Regions from separate parts of the Hordeum vulgare genome. Here region 2 is linked to region 1. The links are chromatin contacts, called in public Hi-C maps. All regions are on one chromosome and are shown on one strand. The core of a region is the stretch at or near the end of the contact, and the rest is flanking DNA. Distances in the headings are between cores, read along the strand shown.

Region 1 (6,687 bases), core at 3,922-6,421:
CCACTTTGCTACTACTGTTGCTACTCTGCTGCTGCTACTACCGTTCCTTGCTACTTCGCTGTTACTTCTTGCAAGATCTTTTCCGACACTGTTGTCGGGGAAGAATAGTTACTCGTCCACGTGCAACCTACTGGCGCTTGATACAACAGTTAGGAATAGTCTGCCGTCAACAGTTCTGTTTCTGGCACCGTTGCTATCATGCTACTTTGCTATTGATACTTTGCTTGCAGACACTCATCTTTCAGGTGTGGTTGAATCTGACAAACTCAGCTGCTAATACTTAAGAATATTCTTTCGCTTTCCCTTTGACGAATCAACAAATTTGGGTCGAATACTCTACCCTCGAAAACTGTTGCGATCCCCTATACTTGAGGGTCATCACACGCCACTAGTACATCATAGACTGTGGTGTGCCTCTTGTACTGGACGCCACTAGTAAAGAGCATATCAATGGCGTGTGCTCTACATTGTACGCTGCTATTAACCTATCAAACTAGTCGTGTATTACATCGGAGGCCACCGACCACAACAACCAAAGCATACAAGTCAAAGAATTCAGGATTTGATGTCAATACATATTAGGTACCAGGCTTTATTTAGATACACTAAATTTAGGAACATTCGATTCAATTGAGAGACTATGCTAAATATTATTTACTTGACTTTGTCTAAATAAAAAATCTCAACAGCTAGTATTTTCATGAAATACTAGGTTAAACACATTGAATTTCTATTGAAAGAAATATATTCTTTGATTCGACTAAGATGAGAACTGATATACTTGGTGTTATCCTTGAAACTTTTTGGGCCTAGAGGTTGACCTTCACAATAGTTATTTGATTGCATGGAACTTTAAGAATCAATATGTCAACAAAGTTGGGTGATGTAAATTTGGTATGAGTGGATGAACAAGAAAAATTCTTTATTAACAGTAAGGGCTAAAGTCAAATGTGTTACACTAAAGGAATACAAGGAGAAAGCTCTAAAGAGACATGATCACAAGATCTTGGATTCTCGATCTAATGTAACTTGATTCAAATTCCTTTCATCTAATGGTACGAAGGCCATGCCTATAGCCACATATTACCACGTGAGCAATTTCTCGTGCATTGACGCCAACTCTTCCCCAAAGAAAAACATCTGAAGTTCTGGATATATTTTGTCTTAAGAACAACTGCCATATAGAATCACGAGTGGAAAAACAATTCTTTCATACCCATATGAAAATTAGCAAATCCGTAAAGTGAAACTATGGAGAGAACAACTTCTACTTGACTATTCAACAACCATTGTCACTCATCTCCACAGATTCATGCATTTAAGCTCATAGCCGAGACCAGCATTGTATTCGTTTTTCGTTTTTATGTAGAAGTGTTATAAAGGTCGAGATGCACTATGGGACATGGTGACGAGCGAGGTGTAATTCTGGACCAACCATTCATTGGAGATCGATGATGTGTCTGTACTAGAACCGGTATATTGATGGTGTACACACTTCGACACTTCGTATATGTCATGTATTTAGTTCTACACTATATTACCGGCGGATCTCAAAGTCCTTACCGATGGCTCAAATTTAATAGTCGCCTGGATACATGTCCCAAAACACCATGTCCTACATATGTACCGTATTATATTACTTGAGCCGCAAAATTCTAGACATCCTTATTCTTATGAACATACAGAAAATGAAGAACTTATGGCAATTGCCAAAACATAATGAGCCTGCTATATAGATGCACTAAAATATAATGATAGAAACGAACCTTTAAAGGCAAACCGATGAAGGAGAGTTGAGGAGCAGCCTTTGGAGGGAACACATGCTTGTACAGTGGCTCGACACAATTGCCGTCCACGGAGACGGTTGCATCACTGTTGAGGAATGGGATGTTGTACTTGTATCTACCCTCAGGATAAGATAAACATCATTTCAAAAAGGATAGCATAAGCAAAGGCATGCATTTTTAATAAAATTATTCTACTTCGAATCATAATCCTATATAACTAAATGGATGATACACGCTAATGTATTTCCTTTAACATGCAACCATCCCTCAGAGAAGGCCCACCTCAAAATGCTATCATGCATGGGAAAGTCTTTCCATTCTTGATACATATATTCAATAAATATTTATAACTATATATTAATAAAATATAATCAATATATGTATTTTTCAGCTTTAGTTCTTGCATGATTAATCCAAATATTCATGTTCCATACAACTAAACATCAATGAGTTATATTGCAACCATCATCTAGTTAACTATTGTCCTTTTCTTCGGCTTCTCGGACTTCTTTGTATTTCTTTCAGACTACTTCATACTTAATAAAATGGCTGCATGCATCACTCGATGCAGAGGCTGGGGCGATGCCTCCTTTTCGAAAAAAGTTAACTATTGTCATTGCCTCAACTTGAACCCCATACGAGGAAGCTATCTAAATGGAACCATGAACTCTACAAAACCATTACAAAAAACATCACAATAGTTTTGAAAAGTGAATTGTATTTTGGGCATCTCAAAAACTACAAAAAGTTCATGGATGTAGGGAATGCTTTGAAACCCTAAAAGAAGACAAGTTTTTTTGCACATGGCACAAACAATTATAATTTTGTTATGAAAGTTTGCATGTTTCGAATTTCCTGCATTCCCTGCATTTTGTCACATTTTAAGGAAACACCTAAATGCAAAATTACTTTTCCATTGTGGCTAAGGTTGGAATTAAATTGTTTTGGAAATTCCAGTGTTTAATATCTATGGTTTCATAGTTTTGAGTTTGAATCTAACTTCAATTTTTTTGTTTTGCCTGCCTGGCCTGAAGCGTGTCTGGAAGCTGCATGCATCTTATTTTGTTGGTGACCCGGTGAATCCTCTGGTAGCCTGGCTGGGTGAACTATAGGGGCGATTAGCCTAGCCAAGCGTCCAGGCATATGACCAAACTGAGCCAGACGGCCCAGATGGGACACCTATCATCCAAAAACGAGATGCATGGTGACAAAAACCGAGCAGCCCAAGTAGGTGATTGCCCAAGTAGCAAGGCAAACAGCAAAAAGCCTAGGCAGCCTAGCTAGGCAAAAATCCCTATTTTCCTATTTTCCTCATGCATAAAGCCTAGTTCACCAACCAAACATGCCGCCAACCCCTAGTTTTGGGTGTGATGTGACTACTGCTGGAATAACCACCTCTCCACATAAGCTTAAACTTTTGGATGAGTTGATTAGTTCTCTACTTTAAGACTCTACCAATGCAGTATTAAAAAAGGATTATGCGGGTCTACAACAATTAAGGAGTAAAAAAACCTAGATGTGAAGGGGCGGGGGGGGGGGGGGAGCTGTTGAAACATATTGCTTGTCTTTTTTCATCAGTTTGGACTTTTAAATAAATTCGCTGAAGCATGAATTCATTACATGTAATTCAACTTAGTATAGCCTTGGATCACGTCATATATAGTTAGAATGTGTGTGGTCCTCTCTCTTAAAGTTCTATGCGACCATCAGGCCCTGGTGATCACGCCCAAGTCTTGTGAGTCCACACATGAGGGAGGGTGCACCAATATCTTGTACGACCAATTAGCTTAGCCAATTGGGTGACTTGGTTGGTACTGCCTCTGTAAACAAATACAAGATCATTTAGATCACTAAAATAGTGATCTAAACGCTCTTATATTTCCTTACGGAGGAAGTACGTGTAATAAGTATATTAATTTTGTTCTTAACAGAAGGCCGCATGTACAAACATACACGATGATGAGCATCGGCAAGCCAAGCACGGGCAGACTTTGTCAAAAAGAAGAAGGGAAAAGCGCGAGGAGATGAGCACACGTACCCGGTGCAATGCATGATGACATCCGCTTTGACGCGGCTGCCGTCGTGGAAGACCACACTCCCGTCTTCCTGAACACACTCGATCTGCGCATACATGCCGAGAAGGATTTCCATGGGATTGTCGTCGGGACAGTGCAAAGTTTGCATCATAACGTTGCTTTTTCTTGACTTTGCTATTACTGTGATATGCTGATATTACCTCGGAATGAAGCCACATATTAGCATGTCCAGGCAGCTTGTCGCTGGTAGCAGCAAACGCCGATCTACTGGCGAGATGGACCTCTTTGGCGACGCCAGCGATGTCCCTCGAGATGTCCGTGCCACTCGGTCCACACCCTATCACCACGACAACCTACCAATCGAGTTGAATTTACTGTTGAGAAACTCCAGATCTTATCGACCAGCGCATCTTCTGACTTTTCAACACAAGTGCAAAAGGAAACAATCGCTGGGCAAAAACACGCGGAACGACGGACGTGCCTGGCCGTGGAATGGCTCCGGCACGCGGTAGCTGGTGCTGTGCAGCTGCTTCCCGGGCCAAGCATCCACGCCTGCGGCAGCAGAGCAAACTGTCACGAGCTCGATTGGTGACGCGCTGTGCCGGCTGAGGATGAGAATGGATCGATGCGTTACCGGCGACGTCGGCGAAGTGCGGCTGGGAGTAGTGGCCGTTGCAGACGACGACGGCGTCGAACACCTCCTCCTCCGCTTCGCGCTTCTCGCCGCCGGACGCCTTCCTCGTGTACCTGACGCGCCAGCTGGCCCCGCTCGCCTCCCTGCTCACCCGGACCACCTCCGTCTCCAGCCGGACGAGGCCGTGGAGGTCGAACCGCCGCGCGAAGCTCTGGAGGTACCGGAGCACCTCCGCGTGGCCGGGGAACCTGCGGATGTCGCAGTCGGCGCCGGCCACGAAGGGGAAGTCGAGGAAGCCCATGGACTCGCGCGGGAGGTTGGTGCGGAGGGACGCGTAGAGGTTCGAGCGCCGCCGGGGGCCACCGGGCGGCTCCGGCGAGGCGGACGCGTCGGCGTCGGCTTCGTAGACCCAGGTGCCGCCCACGCCGTCCGTGCGCTCGAACACGACGGGGGCGTGGCCTTCGCGTCGCAGCTCGCGCGCCGCCACCAGACCGGCGGCCCCGGCGCCGATGACGGCGACACGGAGCGAGCGCGACGGCATCGGAGTATCGGACCAATCAGGCAGGAGGACAAGAGGAAGCGGCGTCGCGGGGGGACGCGGTTTTTTACCTGCGCGTTCCGTATGCAGCTTCTATCAGCACCGCATATCAGGCCTGCTGTCATATCAACACGGCCCGCCCACCTTTGTCTCAGCCATGCATAGTACAGTACGTATTCTACAGTATGATTACAAAGATTTGACGCATGTATATTCAGCTGTATTTCAACTGAGTTGACATCACCTAGGGTCAGGCCCTATAGATTCCTCTGCCAGTAGCTTGTACGCAGTGCTCCTTTATCCCATGCCGCCTGCGTTTAGGTTCTTTTCTTTTGAATACTAGTTGCAAACCAGGCACACGGTGTTAACTAGAATACCTAATCATCTAGACCGCTAATAACGTCATAACGAACAGATTTTTCTAACTAATTTGTGTTTTACTCCGTTCGTTCCTAAATATAAAACATTTTAAAAAATTTATTATAAATTACATAAGGAGTAAAATGCATGAATTCTCTGCCTATATATATATGCTGCATGTTATGTGTTGAGATTTGGTCCCTTCTCTTTTTTAGCTAGTGCTGATAGCAAATTTTAAAAAAAGTCCGGATCTCGATGTAAATAAAGGGTTCAGATAGCAACCACCTTAGCTAGTGTTGATATCAAATTCATGCCCTCTATTTTCATATCAATGCACCGTAATTTTACGTTCCGTAAATTTTATCTTATTTCATATGTAAAAAAAGACCGTAAGAAAATATATAGACACCAAAAAAATATTTTATATCATGTAAAATTATAAACACAAAAACATAGTGTAAAATATACATAAAATGCGTTTTTTTTGTCTTATGACCTATATTTTTATTTTCTTATGTCAAACTTTACGTAGTGATTCAGTATAAATATAACTATTTGCATTTTAAATGTAATTTAATTATGAAACAATCGTAAAATTACCTCGGGTGAAGAATAACTTATTCTCCATCCCGAGTGATGAATAAACTTTCTGCGAAGTTTGTCTACGAATAAATGTATCTAGTCATGTTTTTGTATTTAGATACATCCATTCCTAGATAAACTTAAGTTTGTCTAGGAATAAATGTATCTAGTCATGTTTTAGTATTTAGATACATACATTCCTAGACAAACTTAAGACAAGATACATTTATTCCTAGACAAACTTAAGACAAGAATGTTGGGACGGAGGGAGTATATAATAAAGCAAATAATGCTTCTGATCGTACGTCGTGCCATTTTTGCAAAAAAAATCCTTAAGTTTAGTTGATTTTAACCCGTAGTCCTCCAATTAGTGGAAAAAACTTTATGTTTCATCTTTATAATAAGGCCTCCACCGCGGCTCTACATCTCGGCTGCGCGGGCTCTGCATCTCTGTTGTGCATCACGGGTCGCCCGTCGCCGTCGACCCGCTTCACTCCGGGGCAGCGACCGCCCCTCCCCACCCCCTTCCTCCTATCCTCATCCCCTCGCTGCTGGCCCCTCGGCATCCTCGACATCGTCCCTCACGACCTGTCGTTCCCCTCCCGCTCCCTTACGCCTGCAGCAAATAAAATTGTGCCAAAATTTCTTTGAATTAATAGTACCACCCCGACACTTTACATCAAATCCTAGCAACTTATATATGTTCCAAATTGCAACAACCAACAAGCCAATGCAAAGAGTGTGAGATAC
Region 2 (6,935 bases), core at 2,256-4,755, 110 kb after region 1:
AAAGTTAAATTGTCTCAAATACATATGAAAAAAGATACATCTATTGATTGTCAACATAAGCCCACATATGCTCAATCAAATCATTTTACAGCTGCATGTGAGTTTTCCAATCACGCATTTCATGATAAAATTGGGTAAACGGTTCAAACGTTGCCGCTCCTCCATGCTGAGGCACAACATTCTCACCCTGAAACTGAAACTCTTGATCATAGATACGTTCCAGACGCTCATCTTCTATTATCATATTGTGCATAATCACACAAGTTGTCATCAACTCCCACCGCTTCTTGGTGCTCCAAGTCCTAGGAAGATACCGAATGATGCCCCATCGAGATTGCAAAATACCAAAGGCACGCTCGACGTCTTTCCTAGCACTCTTGCTCTTGGGCAAATCTTTTCCTCCTTTCTCCGACAGGGTCGGGGATTGTCTTCACAATAGTGGTCCACTGAGGATAGATACCGTCACCTAGGTAGCATCCTTTGTTGTAGTTATGGTTGTTGACGGTAACATTCACTGGCGGCATGTTGCCTTCTGCAAGCCTCGCAAACACCGACGAGCATTGAAGCATGTTGATATCATTGTGTGATCTGGCCATGCCGAAGAAAGAGTGCCAGATCCAGAGATCTTGTGAGGTCACGGCCTCAAGTATGACAGCCAAGCCCTGGCATGGGCCTTATACTTCCCTTGCCAAACAGAAGGACAGTTCTACCACTACGAGTGCATGCAGTCAATGCTGGCAAGCATCCCTAGGAAGGCCCTGCTGGCATTCATCACCAATAAGCGGACTGTATCTTGAGGAGTCGGCTCTCTCAAGTACTCAGGGCCAAACACAACAATCACAGCCCTGCAGAACCTGTACATGGACTCTAAGCATGTTGACTCGCTCATACGAACATACTCATCAATGAGATCACCAGGACTTCGTATGCAAGCGTCGAGATGGATGCAGTGCATTTCTCATAAGACGAGAAGCCAATCTTTCCAAGGACGTCTTTGCACTCGAAATAGTTATTGTATCCGACCACCCCCTCTCTAATACGGTTGAAAACATGCCTAGCCATATGAAAACGTCGCCGGAATTTCTGATGTTTGAAGACGTAGTCCTTCCAACATAGTCCTTTCAAAGAACAAAATGACCGCTCTCTCGATTACGATTCAACGTCGGAAGGTGTCCCGGGATCGAGCCAGGCAACAACGGCCTCTGACTAGTATGGTGGTGATGGACCACCACGCCAGCCAAGATCTCCTCATCATCATCGGATGAGAAACCGTTGGAATCGCAAAGGAAATTGTGGAAAAATAACCCGTCGGCGAAGTCCATTTTGTACCTTGGCAAACTGTCGAACATCTTGCGGGCATCGTCGAAGAAGCTGGCCGGCGAAGAGATGCGCGTCTCCCTGGGGCCAAGTGGCTGGCCTGAAGACGTCCGACGAGCGTGTTGGTGTCAGGACGAAGGAGCTGGCCGGGTGGCGAGGCGGCTTATTACTCGCGGTGGCGTCGGCATGTGGGGGTGGGAAGCTCCGGTGCCCCGACGGCAAGGCGGTGGTGGATGCGAGGTGGGGACGTTGGGGGAGGTGTGCCGGCACCGGCAAATGGGCGACGACGACGATGCGGCGGAGGCGGGCGAGGGTTTGCTGTCGATATGGGATGGGAGAGGACGGTCAATGTGCCACCGACTAGCGGGCCAGGGGAAGGAATAGGCGGACGCCGTGCGCGTCCATCTCTTGTCAGCGCCGATACAAATGAGGCTTAAAAATGAGTCGGGATGGGTCGAATGGGGGATGAAAAGTGGGCGTGCGTCTGTTTGCATCAACGTGTTGAACCGATTTTTCTGTCCATCGCGACCCAAACAGACGCGCGTGGACGAAATGGATCGTCGTGTTGGAGTTGCTCTAATTACTAGCAAAGGCCGACACATCACAAGATCAGACAAAAATTACCTGGGACACGTCACAAGGAAGATGAAACAAACAAATAAGCACGAACCGGATCGAACACAAACGAATTTCAAGTCCATTTTTCACAAGCCATGATCCAGCTGGGAATTCCCAGCACCTGCACCTCCCGGCCTGCCATAAATTAGTGCACCCAAAAATGCCTGTGCCTCGCTGACAGACACTACAACTAGCCGCTGCTAATGCGTGTCCTACCTCGCAGTTCCGGGATCCTAGATCTCATCCCCCTCTCAACAAATACAAGATCTTCTCCGCCATTCCGCACACGCTCCTCGGCGGCTCGGATTGCTGCGATCTCGCTATTCTTCGCCTCCATCCAAGACTTGAGCCGTTGCAATCGCCTCTGTTTTCAACTGCACTGGCGGTGCAACAGCCCCTGCACGGATTATCATGATAAGTCAAGCTGAATCACATGGTTATTTCATTTTGCATGCAGAGCAGAGGACAGACATAAGAAAATCGGGGGGAAATGGAGCATACCTGCCATGTGGTGGGACGATGGTCTGTGTTGCATGGCGCTGGAGACGCGGCGGAGCACGGCAACCTGCGCGCGCAGGTGGACGACGTAGTCCATGGCCTCGCGGAGCAGCGAGGCGCCGTCGAGGAGCTCGCCGCCGGGCACCATCCCCCGCAGCACCTTGGTCCGCTTCCTCACCAGCCTCCTCGCGATCTCGCCGCTGCTCGTCCTCCTCCTCTGGCCACAGCACCTCCTCGCCACCTTCTTCCGCCCCGTCGTCGTCTTCACCGTGGATGCAGCAGGCAACAGCCTAGGCCACGACGACGACGATGATGATGCTAGGAGGGCCTGCGGCCACATCGCTCCGCTGCCACGGGTGGTGGCCATGGCGATGTCGGCGGACGACCTGACGGCTCGCTTCCTCTCTTGCAGGCACATGGCGCCATTCCTGCAGGATTTCAGGCTCAGGAGGAAGCTCCTGAGGAACCCCTGCTTGAAGGCCCTGGTGCTGCTGCTAGGGCCCCCCATTGCCGCTGCTCTGCTCGAGCAATGAAGTCCTCCTCCTCCTCCTCGACACACTGCTTGAATTTGCTGTGTGTCTGACATTATGTGTGCGTGAATATATATCCCCGAGCCAGGGACGAAAAGAGCACAAGACGGCACACGCCACGCACATGTGGTGTGAGCTAGCATGCATCGCGACCATCTGGGCAGTGGTCCTGTAACCAATAGCAGGCGTCTTTTGCCTCTTTTCTCATGCAACGCCAGCCTATCCTGCTTAACAAGCTTGGGAAAAAAAGGTTTAACTAGATAGCGGTAGCATCAGGAGGGATTTGCACACCACATGAACGAACAGCTCGGGTTTTTCAACTGAACATGCGTGCATGTGGCCGATGCTTGAGTTGGGGAGTACAAGGTAGTAGCATTCCCGTATCAGATTTCCCTGCATTTTGTTAATGCCACACTGCCATGATCCTTTCAAGAAAGGCATGTTATGTGTGCAATGCAACATGGCGTGTAAAGTACAGCATTTTTTGTACGAATGCGTACAATCCTAGTGCTGAATGTTTATATGTGGACGCTGGCAAAATCCATTTAAACCGCTTTGTCAGTGACCGGAGGCTGCGGACGGAGACGGGGCCCCAAGACCAAGACCAAGAGGGGCAGGCAAACACGATGGCCAGGCGGAGCACATGGCGGCACATGTAGCGTCGCCCCCCGGGCTGGCAACCCCCGCGGGTTATCGAGGAAACGTAGGTGCGTTGGCATGCGCATGTCGCCGGCCGGCCGCGCGCGCATGGGCTGTCATGGCTTCGCAACCGGTTCAGCGCATGCATGGCCGGCCATGTTCTGCCAACATGTAGCCACCAAAAGCTGGCCAGCGCAGATGGGACATATAACGGACCTCCCGTCACACCGACATCACCGGAGAAAATCGGGTGTCCTCATAGTGAGATGAGAACCGGGTAATGCACGGTGATAATCGGATAGATGTAATTCTCCCGTGTTAATGGTGGTGGTCGTGGCATATGAAGCCCTACATTGAATTTTGGTCTCTCGAGGCAGAGGGGGTGTGTGTGCGCTTTTGAGGAAAAGGCAAGGAAGGGGCGCTCACATGGCGGCCACATGGGCTTCCTCCCCAAACTCGGCGCGGGCGCACATGAGTCCGTCCGTCCGTCCCCGGCTCTCCGTGATCGCGTGCGCTAGCTGTACGCCTCCTCCTTGGACCTCTCCAGGTGCCTCCGTCCTCCTTTCGATCTCTCGCGCCGTTGCGATGGATGGGGTGGCATGATGACGGAGCACGCGCGTACGTACCTACACCCCATGTGAGCTTTAAATTTTCTCGGCCTGGTTTGTGCGGGGCGGAGATACGCGGGATACGAGGGTATGAGATGCGTGTCCCGGTGTCGCATGCATGATACGGAGTATGTGCAGCAGGCAAATCCCAACAAGAAAGATTTGGGTGGGATTTTCCTGCGACTGCGTATGCGAGCAGAGGATGGCGGTGAGGAGGTTTCGGGGGGCAATGTAGATGCCAGAGCTGAGAGATCGGGCGATGAAGTCCGTGATCTTTCTCTTTTTGGGCACAGTATAATTGCAGACTTGCATATACACACACATACACTCATTAATATGAAAAAGAAAGACCCATATTATCTTTGTAAGCATTAAAAAAAACCGATATAACATATTAAGATCGATAAAGTCATCATATGCGTCTTCGTGATGAACGAAAATGTCTCTTTCTTACCGGACAACATCGCCAGAGGTTAGACACCCTTGCATGCTCTTTGTTCATATGTTTGTGTAAGATGGGTCATAGTATGAGATGTTGTGCCGGACAAGCCATAACACCAGCGATTATAAATAGGTCCACTTATAACTAGTTCTTTTTAAAGAATAGTTATTTCTCAATTCGTATATAAGGCTGCAAGAAAAGATTAATGGGATAGTTCATTAACATATTGATAGTCATACATTTTAGTACCATATACGTTGTGTATGATTTTCCTCCATTTTACCTACTACCAAACACGAAAGATTAATTAACTATAGAGAAAATTTAGCCCTAGTATGGTATATGATCACCATGCATTAAATATCATGTCTTTTTTGCGGGGCACATTAAATATCATGTTATTTTGACAAAATTTTGAGAGCATAAGCACCTTCATTATTTTCTCTTTCTTGTTCTTCCATGATCTCTTCTATTAAGTACTAGTCATCTATGAGAGGGAATGACTTGAATTATATAATGGTTTATTATGTTGAGTTGTGGCCGACCTTATTTTAATTTTTGTATAAAATTATTAGAAAACATCATCTTATTTAGCTCGAAATTAGGTCGAGATCGACTCGAAATCATTACAAGCTGAGCACGGGTCACTTTCTACAACCCGACTTTGAGAACATGGTCGAATTTTTGTATAAGTTAAGCTGAGCCTAATCCAACTCGCACAAACTCGACTCATTTGCAGCCATATTCGTATATAGGAATATTGTTTCTAGTCGACTTATTTCAATTCCTTTCACTAAAAATCTCTCTGGAAGTCCGATCCCACGTTGTGATTCATGATGATTTTGTTTCGTTTTCTTTTGAACTTTGGGGCATTGAATCGTACACCATGATGGCTATAGACATTTTGCCTTCATTCAAACTTTTATTTATCTTTTCGGTAATGCCATTCTCCTAATAACTACATAAACTTTTGTCCCCTGTTTTATTTTGGGATATGTTTGTGGCTTCTTTTTACAATTAGTGTCTTGAATTCATGCATTTTAATGATTCATCTTTGTTACCATAAAATTACTATTGACAGTCTTCCATTTAAAAGGTTTTGAAGCATCGAAGTTGCAATATTTGTAACATGACAAATACAATTAGTCACATACAAGCACATACACTCATCCATCATGAACACACACACACGCTAAGTGACAAAGCCACCACATGTGCCTTTGTAGCCGACGGAAGTGTCACCCCCCATTGAACGAACATCGCCGAAAAGTCAGAAATAAATCCAGAAAAATGGGTGTGTAGGACTTGAACCCTAGGGAGCTCGTTCCACCACAAGGAACTTGGCAATCTGAATAGTTCGCCAATTTATATAGTTGTTGTAATTAATAGCTTGAATTTCTATGAACTTATGTCCATGTTAGCATGAAAAAGTGATGATTCATTTATAGTTCCAAAGAACTAGCGTTTAGAATACAAGATCGTATTCAAATGCCGAAGGTTTGCATCACTCCATGGGTGTCACTGGAGAAGAGCTGTGTTAAGCTAAAAATAGATGTGTCTCTAGCTACATCGAGTGGCATAGTAAGCACGAGCGTGTCGTTAAGGGAAGATACAAGAGTGATAATCTTTACGTCTCTTTGGAAAATGTTCTTCTGTTATGATACCCTTGAGGCTGCGTTATCTATGATTAAGGAAGTAACCACGCTTGCTACACAACGGAGTTACTTGCCAATTGTTAATGATTGTCTGGAGATACTCAATCTTGTGAAAAGGGGAAGAGGGACAAGTCAAGATATGTCATGGAAGATCAAAATTGGTGTATTACTCATATGTGGTGTACTCAAAACCTTTTAAGCCATATAATGGCAGGTTACAGTAGGGTTGAAGGTTGCATTGTTGTGTGGGTAGACTTCAGACGTGAGGAGTCCATCAAATATTTTTATGTTGAATGTAAGCCAGTTATATGACTAACATGTAATTTCTCGCAAAAAGAATAGATACAGTTGTTGTATACAACTCAGTTACCATTGTATTTCTTTACATGTTAGACATGATTTTTTTATGATTCATTTCTTAATTACCTGTCATAATTAATTGTGTTGGATTTTCTATGTGATGTTGAATTTGTTTCCAATGCCTCCCATAATTATTTGTGTTGGATTTTTTGTATGGTCAATTTGGTTTCATACATATACTTGTCATGTTTTTACTCGCTAGATCTATTTTGATTGCAGGTCAATTCGTTTTCACTCGAATTTGAAATAGACACCCCCACTAATTAAA

What was found. Hi-C and Micro-C count contacts between places; a contact is called where the count stands out from the background.
Region 2: a Hi-C map of seedling shows a contact between it and region 1, with 4 times the contacts expected there. The contact joins the promoter of LOC123402364 here to the promoter of LOC123402075 in region 1. A contact is called at or near these places in 1 of 6 Hi-C or Micro-C datasets (seedling) and 1 of 1 datasets of contacts at active chromatin or transcription factors (embryo).

What each region holds. Positions count from the first base shown.
Region 1 is chr6H:120,123,466-120,130,152 of MorexV3_pseudomolecules_assembly, forward strand. It overlaps LOC123402075 (flavin-containing monooxygenase FMO GS-OX-like 4), which reads right to left and starts at 5,172. Exons shown (of 7, transcript XM_045095936.1): 1 at 4,458-5,172; 2 at 4,305-4,375; 3 at 4,024-4,176; 4 at 3,826-3,908; 5 at 1,767-1,902. The coding sequence starts at 4,998.
Region 2 is chr6H:120,230,879-120,237,813 of MorexV3_pseudomolecules_assembly, forward strand. It overlaps LOC123402364 (transcription factor IBH1-like 1), which reads right to left and starts at 3,506. Exons shown (of 2, transcript XM_045096284.1): 1 at 2,437-3,506; 2 at 1,977-2,332. The coding sequence starts at 3,106. The coding sequence ends at 2,256.